Regions from separate parts of the Mus musculus genome. Here regions 2 and 3 are each linked to region 1. Evidence: chromatin contacts called from public promoter capture Hi-C data. All regions are on one chromosome and are shown on one strand. Each heading gives the region's core, a stretch centred on a gene start, on an enhancer-like site or on the middle of the called end of the contact. The rest is flanking DNA. Distances are from core to core; before and after follow the strand shown.

Region 1 (3,543 bases), core at 494-2,993:
CCTGGCAGTGCCACTGACGGACAAGCAAGGCTTGAGCATATGGGGGACATTTCCAATCCAAACTTTAACCCCCTTTAAGTAGGAAAGAAACAAGCATAAACCTTCTACTACAATTAAAGTACTTTATGGCTACCAAACTACCTCAGTCAGAACTTGTGTGGCTACTTATGTCTACTGTTAAAAAGAAAATACTATGTGCAAAAACTTTAAGATCATAAACATATATCCCTTTAATTTGGACGGTGGTGTTTATATTACTTAACAAAGAGGTACTTTTGAATGTTAATAGTTCTGTGAAACTCTGCTCAAATAATAAAGTCTTAAGATTTCATGCTATGTAAAGGCTACAAAAAGTTGAAATGTGATTATATTTGCTCTTTAGATATTTGGGAAGCTGAGAGACTGCCATTCATATATTTAAAAAAGTGCTTCAGAATATACATGCAAATTTGGCAAATGGTGTTGGTTTTCCCTATGGTACTATGAATTTTTAAAAAGACGTTTTAACAAATCATAGGTTAATAGAAAATCTCTAGTTTTGTAGTTAATTTTCCTTAATAATAGAAATAAAGTTTAGATTAAGAAGTACATGGCAAAATAGTGAATTTTTCTTTAGCACTGAAGAGCAGTTACAAAGGGGTAGTTCCAACAGTACCTGGAGAATCGGTCTACGTGAATTCCTACCTAAGCTATTAAGGAATAATAACTAAAAGATGGTCATTTATCTCCTACAATGGCCTTTCAAATGCAACAGGAAAAAAGCCCAAGTAGAGGAAATTATGCCACAAATTTTGGTATTACATTGAAAATGATCAACATTTAATTGTTCCTCCTCTTACATTAATCACATATCTGTTTATTCCGGGGAAAGTGGACACTGGTCCCACCACCCCACGCACTATGTTTATGCATAATCAGCCCCAAAAGGTAGAGATAATAGCATAATTTAATTACAAATAAAGGGCCTACCTACACGTTGCCATTTGTAAGCAATTCTTTTGTATAGACACATAGATCAACAGGATTATGCACTTTAAAATGTGAGGTAACAAGGCATTTAAAAATAACCAAGGTTTACGGCTACTGCCCTGCTATCACTGACTGCATAAACACTGCAATTTAGCTGAAAATATATGGAACAGACGGGATATTTTTGCAACGGTTGAATAAGATATTATGATGCCAGAAATACAGCTGTCCCCAGGCAGTTAAGCGCTCTCCATTGAGTTTCTTTACTGTTGCTTTTGAGTAGGAGATTGCTTGGTACTGTAGGTCACTGGTTAGGGTAAAGGACCTCACTGAAAAATTCATGCACACTTTGCTAACGTGGGAGAAAAAATAGTGGTATTTTGGAACTGTTAATTGGAAGAAGGGGCATAAAAACATGCTTTTTTTTTTTTTTTTCTTTTTTTAATAAAAAGGTCTTGCCTGGCTCTTGCCGATTTAATGTAACAAACCCGCGGATAGTAAAAGGTATATAACTTGACAAGCTGGTGCTGCCGTCTTGTCCTTCACCGCCTTTTCTGCATGATCAAACCTTAAATTGTTTTACGGACAGCCCCCAGCCGTAGATCCGTGTCTTCCTGGGTTTTCTAGGCTCCTTTACCACTACCTGAAGAGATGGAAGTCAGCCAGTCCTAGCACGAGATCCCTGCTCCGCCCCAGCTGCCCTCTTCCAACATGGCGCCCCAGGAGGCGGGTCCCACATGTCGGCTCCCCGGGTTCCGGCGCCATCGCGTTTTGGTTCCGGAGTAACAGCGGTCTAACGGCCGCCTTCCTCCTCCTCTCGCCGCCACCTCCGCTGCCGGGACGCGGGCCTCAGTCGGACGATCCTGCACGCGCCGCGCCCTCCGGTTCCGGCTGCGGTCCGGGACCCGCCCCTTGACCCCGCGGCCCTGGGCCCCCCTGCCTGGTTGGAGGGCAGGCGCCACCGGTGCACCTCCGAAACAGCCCCGACCCAGCCCGCGGCGCCCGGCCACCGTCCCCTTGCCCACCGAGACACTCAGGACGGCAGGACCCTGGCCACTGTACCTGCCTTAAACCAGGCCGTTGCTCCGCTGTCTCCTCTTACTCACAAGGACTACAGAATGCTTGTGGGTTCTGTTTTGTCCACTTTTGTAACTCCAGGACCTTCCGCTCTCTACTAATTCCTCTTGGCCGGTCCCCCAACAGTGCATCCTCTCCTAGGGACACTCCACACGACCTGGGCCTGGTTTTGGGCCTGCAAGCTCCCTCCTGATCGCTCCTCTTCACTTCTCCCCATCTTCTTGCTCCCTATTTATCGCCTGCCTTCTGTCTATCGTTCCCCTTGTCACTTCTTGGGGCTCCTCCTAAGTAGGGGCAGGTCGGTACCCCTCGCCCCAGGATGTGAGACCCTTTAACCTGTAATGCTGTGGCTGGCCCTTGGCCCCTTCTGTGCCATGGAGAACCAGGTGCTGGTGATTCGGATCAAGATTCCAAATAGTGGCGCGGTGGACTGGACCGTGCACTCCGGGCCGCAGTTACTCTTCAGGGATGTTCTGGTGAGTGGTGACTTTAGTGGCCAAATCCCAGCGTTGGGGATTATGGATCTGGATAGGCAGCATCTTGACCATTGGTGGCCTGAGCTGGCCTCTGGTGGGGTCAACTTACCTGTTTTAACCACAGTCTCGGTTAATTGCACTCACTGAAAACTGGTAAATGTGCAGCGCCCTGGGAAATTGATGTATCCGACTGAACCCCTGCCCTCAGGAAGCTCACAGTCTGGACTGTGACTTACACACCAGTGCAGACAACTGGGATGTAAAGAGTTTTAAAACTGTTTCTTATATTTTTCTCAAGTATTTGGAAAGGATTCCTGCCCTCATTCTAGCCCTGTCACTGCTGAGTTTCCTGAACTTGTGACCTGCTGGGAAAGGGACACCAGGGCAATCTTAGTTTACAATGGTTAAGCAAACCTTAGATGCCACTGAATGGGAGACCTAGACTTAACTATCAATATGGAAAGGATGCTGCCTGTTAGAACTACAGCACATCATTCCGTGACAAACACAGCTCAATTTCAGAGATGTTGAGTGTTCAGGGAAAATTTACATCTTAGAATCAACAGTGCATTGCCTTGGGATGCTTAGAATATATTTCACACAAAATTATGAAGGTTAATGTAGGCTGGCCCTTGAGTCCATATATAATATATACTATAAAACATTATGTATGTGTGTGTTTGTCCTGAATAGAGAGTAAAAGGACCTTCCGAGGACTTGCTCCTGAGGTTGAGAGTCAGTGCCAAAACTATAGCTTCCTTACTTAGTATATGAGTATATGTGTGTGCAGATGTGTGTGCGTGCATGTGGAGATCAGAGATCAGCCTCAGATGTGCTCAGGTGCCATCCACCTTGTTGTTTTGGGATAGGGTTGGCTGGCCAGCAAGCCCTGGGCATTCGCCTGTTTCAGCATTCCCAATGTTAAGATTACAAGCACTCATGCCACCAAGCCTGGGCCACCTGTCAAGCACCCACTTCCTAGGTTTTTTGTTTATTTGTTTGTTTTTGTTTATTTTTTATT
Region 2 (3,715 bases), core at 393-2,892, 2.1 Mb before region 1:
AGACAGATATAGGCAGATTTCTCTGTGAGTTTGAGGCTAGCCTGCTCTATATAGTGAATTGCAACAGGACAGCCAAGGCTACATATAATGAGACCCTGTCTGAATGGAGAAAGAAAAGAAAGAAAGAAAACAAACAAACAGTTTAAATTATGGCATTTTAGTTGCTAGACCCATTCATAAAAAAGACATGATCGCCACACTGTATTTCCTTATAAGTAAAACTTACTAGGGAAATTTAAGAATAAGAGCCTCACTCAAAAGCCGGCCAAAGGAAGCCACTACCCCAACATCATATTCTCCAGATCCCACGTCGGGCCACTCGTACACCGGGAGCTGAGACTGAATAGCATATTGCTTCACAGGTAGTCCTTTGGGGGATAGCGAAGGCACTGTGACAACCTCCAGTTTCTCAATTAACTTTTCCTCTTTGCCGTCTCTGAATCAGAAAGATTGGGGGAAAAAAAATTTGACAGTGTCAGGGCAACAGCCCAAAGCTAAACTATTTCATGCACAGCAAAGCTATTTTTATGATTAAACCCATAGTACATTTAGAGCTAAAATAATTAAGATTTTTTGCAACCAACACACAGGGTTTAAATTTAATAATTTAAAAATTAAATTGTCTTTTATTATTATTATTGTGTGCATGGTGTGGGCATGTGCTATTATTACTGTGTGCGTGTGTGCAGGCGTATGCTACAGCATGTGTGTGGAAATGAGAGGAAAACTTTCAGAAGTCAGCTCTCTTCTTACAGCATCCACAGGGTGTAGCTCACAAGGGCCTGTCACTCCAGCTCCAGGGAATGGGACACTCACTTTAGGCCTCCACAGGCACCAACACGTACATGCTCATAGACACACACACATACAAATAAAATCTCAAAGTAAAAATCTTATTTAAAAAGAAAAGTGTTTGTAGGAAGGCAGGGATGGAGGCGAGATAAGTGCCTGGAAACCAGGGACCGATAAATAACCAAATATCCTTCCAGGGAAGTGGGGCGGTAGACACAGCAGCCTTTCAGGAAAGGGTGAATTACAAATAACTTTCTTCCTAGTAGACAAGGTTAGTTAAATCGCATAAATATTATATGTATATGAAACTGTTCTAACTTAGAAATGTATTCATTTGAAAACACAGGCGTGTAAAAGGGCAAGGAAACGGAGGCCACCAACACCAGGAAGGGACGAACTTTGGAGTCACAGCCCTTTTCAGCTAACCGGCTCCGCCCACGACCCTGGGTACTGGCCGGGCCTCTCCAGGTACCGGTTCCCAGGCTCGGGGAGATGGAGGGTCTGCTGGCAGATGCTGCAGGAGCCACAGGAGCTCTGCCGGCCGGGACCCAACAGGGCGCCTTCCCGGGACCTCGCTGCCCTGGGGTCGCCACCGCGGCTCGGCGTGGGACCCTGCCCCGGTACCTGGCGGCGTGCAGCGCCCGCAGCGTTTCCCGGGCAAAGTGGTCGGTGCCGAGGAACAGCACCCGCCAAGGCGGCTTCTCGCGGACTCGGGAACCTCGGCCGTCCTTCCCGTCGAACCCGGCAGGTGCTTGACAGGAACAGCGTGGCCTCCTTCCCATCAGCCACCGACCCCAGCAGCACCGCGGAAGGAGCATCACCTCGGCCCGCAGCGGCCCACCATGCGCATGCGTGCCCATGGTGGGGGGCGGAGCAAAGAGCTCAAAGGCCCAAGCACGCGCAGACGACAAGGCGGGGCCTGCCGCTTTGGAGGCGTGGCTCAACTGAAGAACCACTAAGGAAGAAATTTGAGGGGACTTTGATGTGTATTATTCAGCCAAGCTCTTCAAAGAACACTGCAGATATATACACACAAGCAAGACACTCATATGAATAAAACAAACCTTTAAAAGAAACTATTTTTTAAAACTTTACAAATTTTTTTTTAATTTATTTTTGTTTTACGTGCTTTGGTGCTTTGCCTGCATGCATGTCTGTGTAAGAGTGTGGAATCCCCTACAACTCGAGACAGTTCTGAGCTGCCACATGGGCCTGGGAATTGAACCTGGGTCCTATGGAAGGGAAGCCAGTGCTCTTAACTGCTGAGCCATCTCTGCAACGAGGGGTCCTGTCCCTCCAGCTCCAAAGCCATGATCCTAACCATTCGACCTGAACAGCAATCTTAACTACTAAGCAACTCAGGATTTCCACACCCAATGAAACTAAGGTTTGCTCACCTGTCTGAAGTCACTTCAGGAATCCAAGACTCTTAGATTCTCAGGCCTCCCATGTGGGATGCCATAGGGAGACTGTAGGGAAACGGAGGGGTGAGGGCTATCTGCTGAAGACCTCTGAAGACCATGGTGTGCAGATAGATATGTGTTTCCAAGGTACACTGGGGTCCTTAACATGGGTCATGCTTGTGACGCTGGCTCTGGCTATAGAGCAGCATCAGGTTCCTCTCTCATCTAATTCCTGTCACATGGCCTGAAAGCCAGAGGCCCTGGAGCAGTCTTTCATTTAGTTTTGAGGATCCCTGCTTCTGTGCCCTTGAGCGTTCCATCCACCTCACATTTCCTCTCTTCCTCACTAAATGGTATCCATTTTTCAGTGCTAAGACAACACCCTCCCTGAGGCCTTGAACTCCTACCTCACAGATTCAATAATTTTTTTCTCCATGTGTCCCCTCAAAACTGAGAGCGGCTTTGTTTGCCATAGTTGTGGAAAGTTGGCCAATGTGTGCCCAGAGAGCGGCAAATTCCTTGGGCTAAGTAGAAAAGAGAGGCAAAGATTATGATGCTGCTAGCCGGTGCATCTGACCATATGAGGGAAATGAGATGTGATGCCAAGCCGTATCCTCCTCTGATCAAGTCAGTCCCAGAATCCTAACTTAGGGGAAGTGGAACATGATTCTGACACTCAAGGTGCTGTCTTTTGAATACCGACTGAAGGTGTGACCTACTGGAGCTGGAGAGACGGCTCAGTGGTTAAGATGCTCGCTGTTCTTGCAGAGGACCTGAGTTTGTTTTCTAGCACACACATTGCCAGATCTAGGAGACTCACTGCCCTCTTCTGGCCCCTGCAGGCACTGCAGTCATGCGACAAACACACCACTAAAAAGCAAAATCTTCAAGTATGGGTCTGGAGAGATGGGTCAGCAAGTAAGAGCACAGGGTGCTCTAACAAAGGACTCCTGTTTAATTCCTGTACCCACATGGTGGCTCACAACCACCTGTAACTCCAGGGCATCCTCTCCTGGCCTCTGAGGGCATTGCAGGCACAATGTGCACTCGGTGCACAGACATAGGCACAAGGCTGATGTAGTTTATTTTCAGCAGCTCAAGCTCTCCCACGTAGCTGTGCCACAAACGCTGCCTCCTGCCGCTCACAGCACCCTCTGCCTACCACACAACTAGCTTGTTGGAGCAAGAGGCTAGCATTAATCTTTTCTTCATAGAGCAGCCTATTGCTACTGACTGGCACCTTTCTGTCCCTGTTTGCTTGTTTGTGTGAGGCAGGGTCTGGTCTTGCTGTGTCTTCGATGCTGGCCAAGACCTTGTGATCCTCCCACAGTAAACTTCTTAGAGGAGGAGGAGAAGGAGGAGGAGAAGGAGGAGGAGGAGGAGGAGGAGGAGGAGGAGGAGGAGGAGGAGGAGGGAGAGGAGGAGGGGGGAGGAGGAGGAGAGGAGGAGAAGGAGGAGGGAGAGGAGGAGGAGGAAAAAGAGGAGAAGGAGGAGGAGGAGAAGGAGGAGGAGGGAGAGGA
Region 3 (3,375 bases), core at 238-2,737, 2.7 Mb before region 1:
GTCTACCACTACACACGGGCCACACTCTGAAGCCCCAGCTGCTCCCATCCCTACTGTGTGGGGTTAGCCACTTACCTCTCCTGTAGCTAAGGCTACAAAATTATCCACTGTTTTTGGAACAGTCTTTCCAAAGAGTCCAAAGACGACTCGTCCTACAGATTCATCTCCAATTTGTAAATCAAAGTATACCTAAGGAAAGTGAACAAGTCCAAGCTTAGCCTTCACAGGGGCCTTGGTAGAGGAGGGCCTGAGGAGTTACCCCATGAGTGAGAACAAAGCCTAAAGCTGTGGCTGAGTAGGGCAAAACCTTTGTACAAATCCAACAAACAGGCTGGAGAAACAGCAGCTGTTAAGAGCATCTGCTGCTTTCCCAGACCCTAGAGCTTCTGTTCTCAGCACCTAGATGGTGGCTACAACCATCTGTACACTTATGAAAGCTCTAGTAGTCTCCAACCCCAGTACTAGGGAGTACGAAATGGTGGGCCACTGCAGATAAGCCGTCCACCACTGAGCTAATAACCCCAGTAATTAATCTTGCTAAATTGTAGTCTCCCTCAAGTAGCTGGGAGTAATATATGCCACAGCACTTGGGTCCACCCCAAGAAAGGATTACAGACTGCCTTATGGCTTAGAGGAAAATTCGGTTGCGGCCAAGCCTGAAGACCAGAGACCAACGTGAATGGACTCCTGCAAACTGTCCTCTGACCTCTACGGTTGCACTGTGGTACCCGAGTCCCTCTCCCTACTAAGTAAATAATGTAACATTTTTTAAAAGTTTTCGTTCTCAAGACTATAGAATAGCAATCTGTGCTCTTTAAATGATTCCAGATTATAGAAACATACATTAAAAGGGGGACATACACAGGGAGATACACTGTGCTTGCAAGTTTAACTATATTTACTGTGTGTGCTACAAAACACACTAAACTGGAGAGACCATAGTAAAAGATTCGGCAATTCTGATCCATCACCATTTCCCAGCAATGCAGGGGATGTGCAAAGGGACCGTCCTAAGGATGTCCGTGCTGGCCGAAGCTGGGCATCCTGGGTCAGGGCGGGGGGCTGGGGGAGTCTGGGTTATTCTCTAGTCTGAGTAGATAGGGCGAGCCTGGCTTCAAGAGATCAAAGTCGACCCAAGGAAGAACTGAACAAGAACAAGGACGCTCAGGTCGGAACTACTGGGCCAGACCCGCTCCGGCTTGAGCCGGACCTAAGGCGGCGGAAGGCAGGCCTCGCTGGTGAGGGGAGCCCAGACCTTGACTGTGACTTTAGGTCCCTTCTTCTTATCGTTGGCCACGGAGGGTCCGGGCAGCAAAAGGAAGACGACGGAGCCCACGATGAGGGCGGCGGCGAAGAGCACCTTCATATTGCGCTCCGAGAGGCGCAGCATCCACCGGCAGCAGCAAGAGCGGTCGGGCAGCCCGGACCGGAAAAGGGTGTGGACGCGCAGCGTGCGCGTGGCCGCCCAGGCGTGGGGTGGACCCGGGGCCGCGGGCGGTCTCGTAGCGCCAGGAGCGCGCCACGTTCTCCCTGCGCAGCGACGCCGAGTGGTAGGCGCTGCCGGGGGCGGGGCTGCGGGTGGCTGCCACGTTACAGCCCTCTGATTGGGTATGTCAAGGCGGTGCGCAAAGGCAGCGTTGGGATTGGTATCAGAAAGAGAGACTACGCACCCCAGCGTGCCTTGCGACCCCACCTGCCCATCCAACTTTCAGACTTTTGTCACGGCGTGCAAAGACCAGTCGCTGCCAAATTTGGAGGTGGTCTTCAGAAGACTGGACACACTTAACCTTAGTACTAGGGGTTGAATTTAGCGGTTGAGCGTTACAGCATAGCCTTCTATATCTTCTATAATGCCTTGCTTGGGGACCGGGCGTAGTGGCTCACACCCGTCATCCCAGCACTGGGCAGGGTGAAGTAGGATGGTAAAAAGTTCAAGGCCAGCCTGGGCTACAGAGTGACTACTAGTTCTTTTTGGACTAGAGTGAGACCTTGTCTTAAAACGAACACGACCAGTCATGGTTGCACGTCTCTTTAATCCCAGCACCTTGGAGGAAGAAGCAGAAAGATTTCTGTGAGTTTAAGGCGGCTTCTATGTAGTTAGTTTCTGGCTATTAAGCATAATATAGTAACACCTATGCCCGAGAACAAAAAAGGGGTGGAGTCGAGGGGTGAAGAGATGGCTCAGTGTTAAGGTTCTTGCTCCACAATCATGAGGACCTGAATTTGGACCCAGCTCTAAAAGCAGATCATGGCCATACTTTATGACTCTAATCCTAGTGCTGTAGTGGTGCTGGACATAGGCGGGTCTGGTAGCCTTGCTTGCTTCCAGACTAGTTCTTTGATTGAGGTAGAGATCCTGTCTCAAAATGAAGGCCCAGAATGATAAGAGCTCTACACATAATGTGCATGCATTACACACACACACACACACACACACACACACTGCTTCCATTTTTAGTTTTTACTAATTTACTACTCATCTTTGTCTTGGAATCCTGTGCTTAACTGCTGTGTGCGCCTATGAAAGGATGCATTCTGTTGGATACTTTGGTATTTATCTTTTCCTTTTTACAATGTCTCATTGCATGTGAGTGGGTAGACACGTAGTTACCTGCATGTGGAGGGAGTTTATTCTCTCCTTACATCACAGGGACTCTGAGGGTTGAACCCATGTCCTTTGGCTCAGAGGCAGCAGGCAACTTTACTGAACCTGAGTTATCCTACCGGCTCCTGGTGTTAAATTTCTTTTCTTCGCACTTTGTTTTAGGAGAATGAGCCCTTGCTGCACATAGTCTTTACATAGCTCCCCTAGCCTGTCTCCAGGGCTCGGTGCTCAGCAGGTATTGGTTGGGGTGGCTTCACATTAACATAGAAGTGGAAAATAACATATACAAAGGTCTGTGGCTGACTGCCTTTTCTTTTTCATAGCTGCAGGTGCTTCCATGGGCTGTTTTCGGTTGTAACACACACTTGGTGTTGCTCCATTCTATAGTGCACACACTTTGGCGTTTGGAGTCTTACACTGTGCTGATTCCAGTGATATTTACCCTATAGGCTCGGGCATTTGAATGCTTGATCTCCAGTTGTGCTGCTGTTTGGGCAGGCTTAGAAGGTGGGGCCTTGTTGGAGGAAGCTCATCACTTGGTAGGATATGAGGTTTCAAAGCCCTGCACTATTCCTAGCTAGTGTTCTGCTTCCTGCTTCAGGTTCTGGATATGAGCTCTCAGCTGTTCCTGTTGCCAGGCAAAGAGGCAAGAATAAAACTCAGCTCGGCATGACCTAGCCAGGCTAGTTCGACTTTCTGGGGTCTGACACCAACCAGTGTAGGTTTTTCATACTTGAGTAAAACCTTGGGGGGAAAAGTTTCCTTGTGAC

What was found. Promoter capture Hi-C pulls out the DNA fragments that hold promoters and counts their contacts.
Region 2: a contact with region 1 is called in a promoter capture Hi-C map of liver, with 4 times the contacts expected there. The contact joins the promoter of Mtfmt here to the promoter of Map2k5 in region 1. A contact is called at or near these places in 1 of 39 promoter capture datasets (liver) and 1 of 484 Hi-C or Micro-C datasets (B cells).
Region 3: a contact with region 1 is called in a promoter capture Hi-C map of liver, with 3 times the contacts expected there. The contact joins the promoter of Ppib here to the promoter of Map2k5 in region 1. A contact is called at or near these places in 1 of 39 promoter capture datasets (liver) and 1 of 484 Hi-C or Micro-C datasets (B cells).

Annotation. Positions count from the first base shown.
Region 1 is chr9:63,376,102-63,379,644 of GRCm38.p6, reverse strand. It overlaps Map2k5 (mitogen-activated protein kinase kinase 5), which reads left to right and starts at 1,743. Exons shown (of 22, transcript NM_011840.3): 1 at 1,743-2,522. The coding sequence starts at 2,388.
Region 2 is chr9:65,433,709-65,437,423 of GRCm38.p6, reverse strand. Mtfmt (mitochondrial methionyl-tRNA formyltransferase) reads right to left here and starts at 1,642. Exons shown (of 9, transcript NM_027134.3): 1 at 1,417-1,642; 2 at 227-436. The coding sequence starts at 1,610.
Region 3 is chr9:66,058,281-66,061,655 of GRCm38.p6, reverse strand. Ppib (peptidylprolyl isomerase B) reads right to left here and starts at 1,487. Exons shown (of 5, transcript NM_011149.2): 1 at 1,256-1,487; 2 at 76-189. The coding sequence starts at 1,390.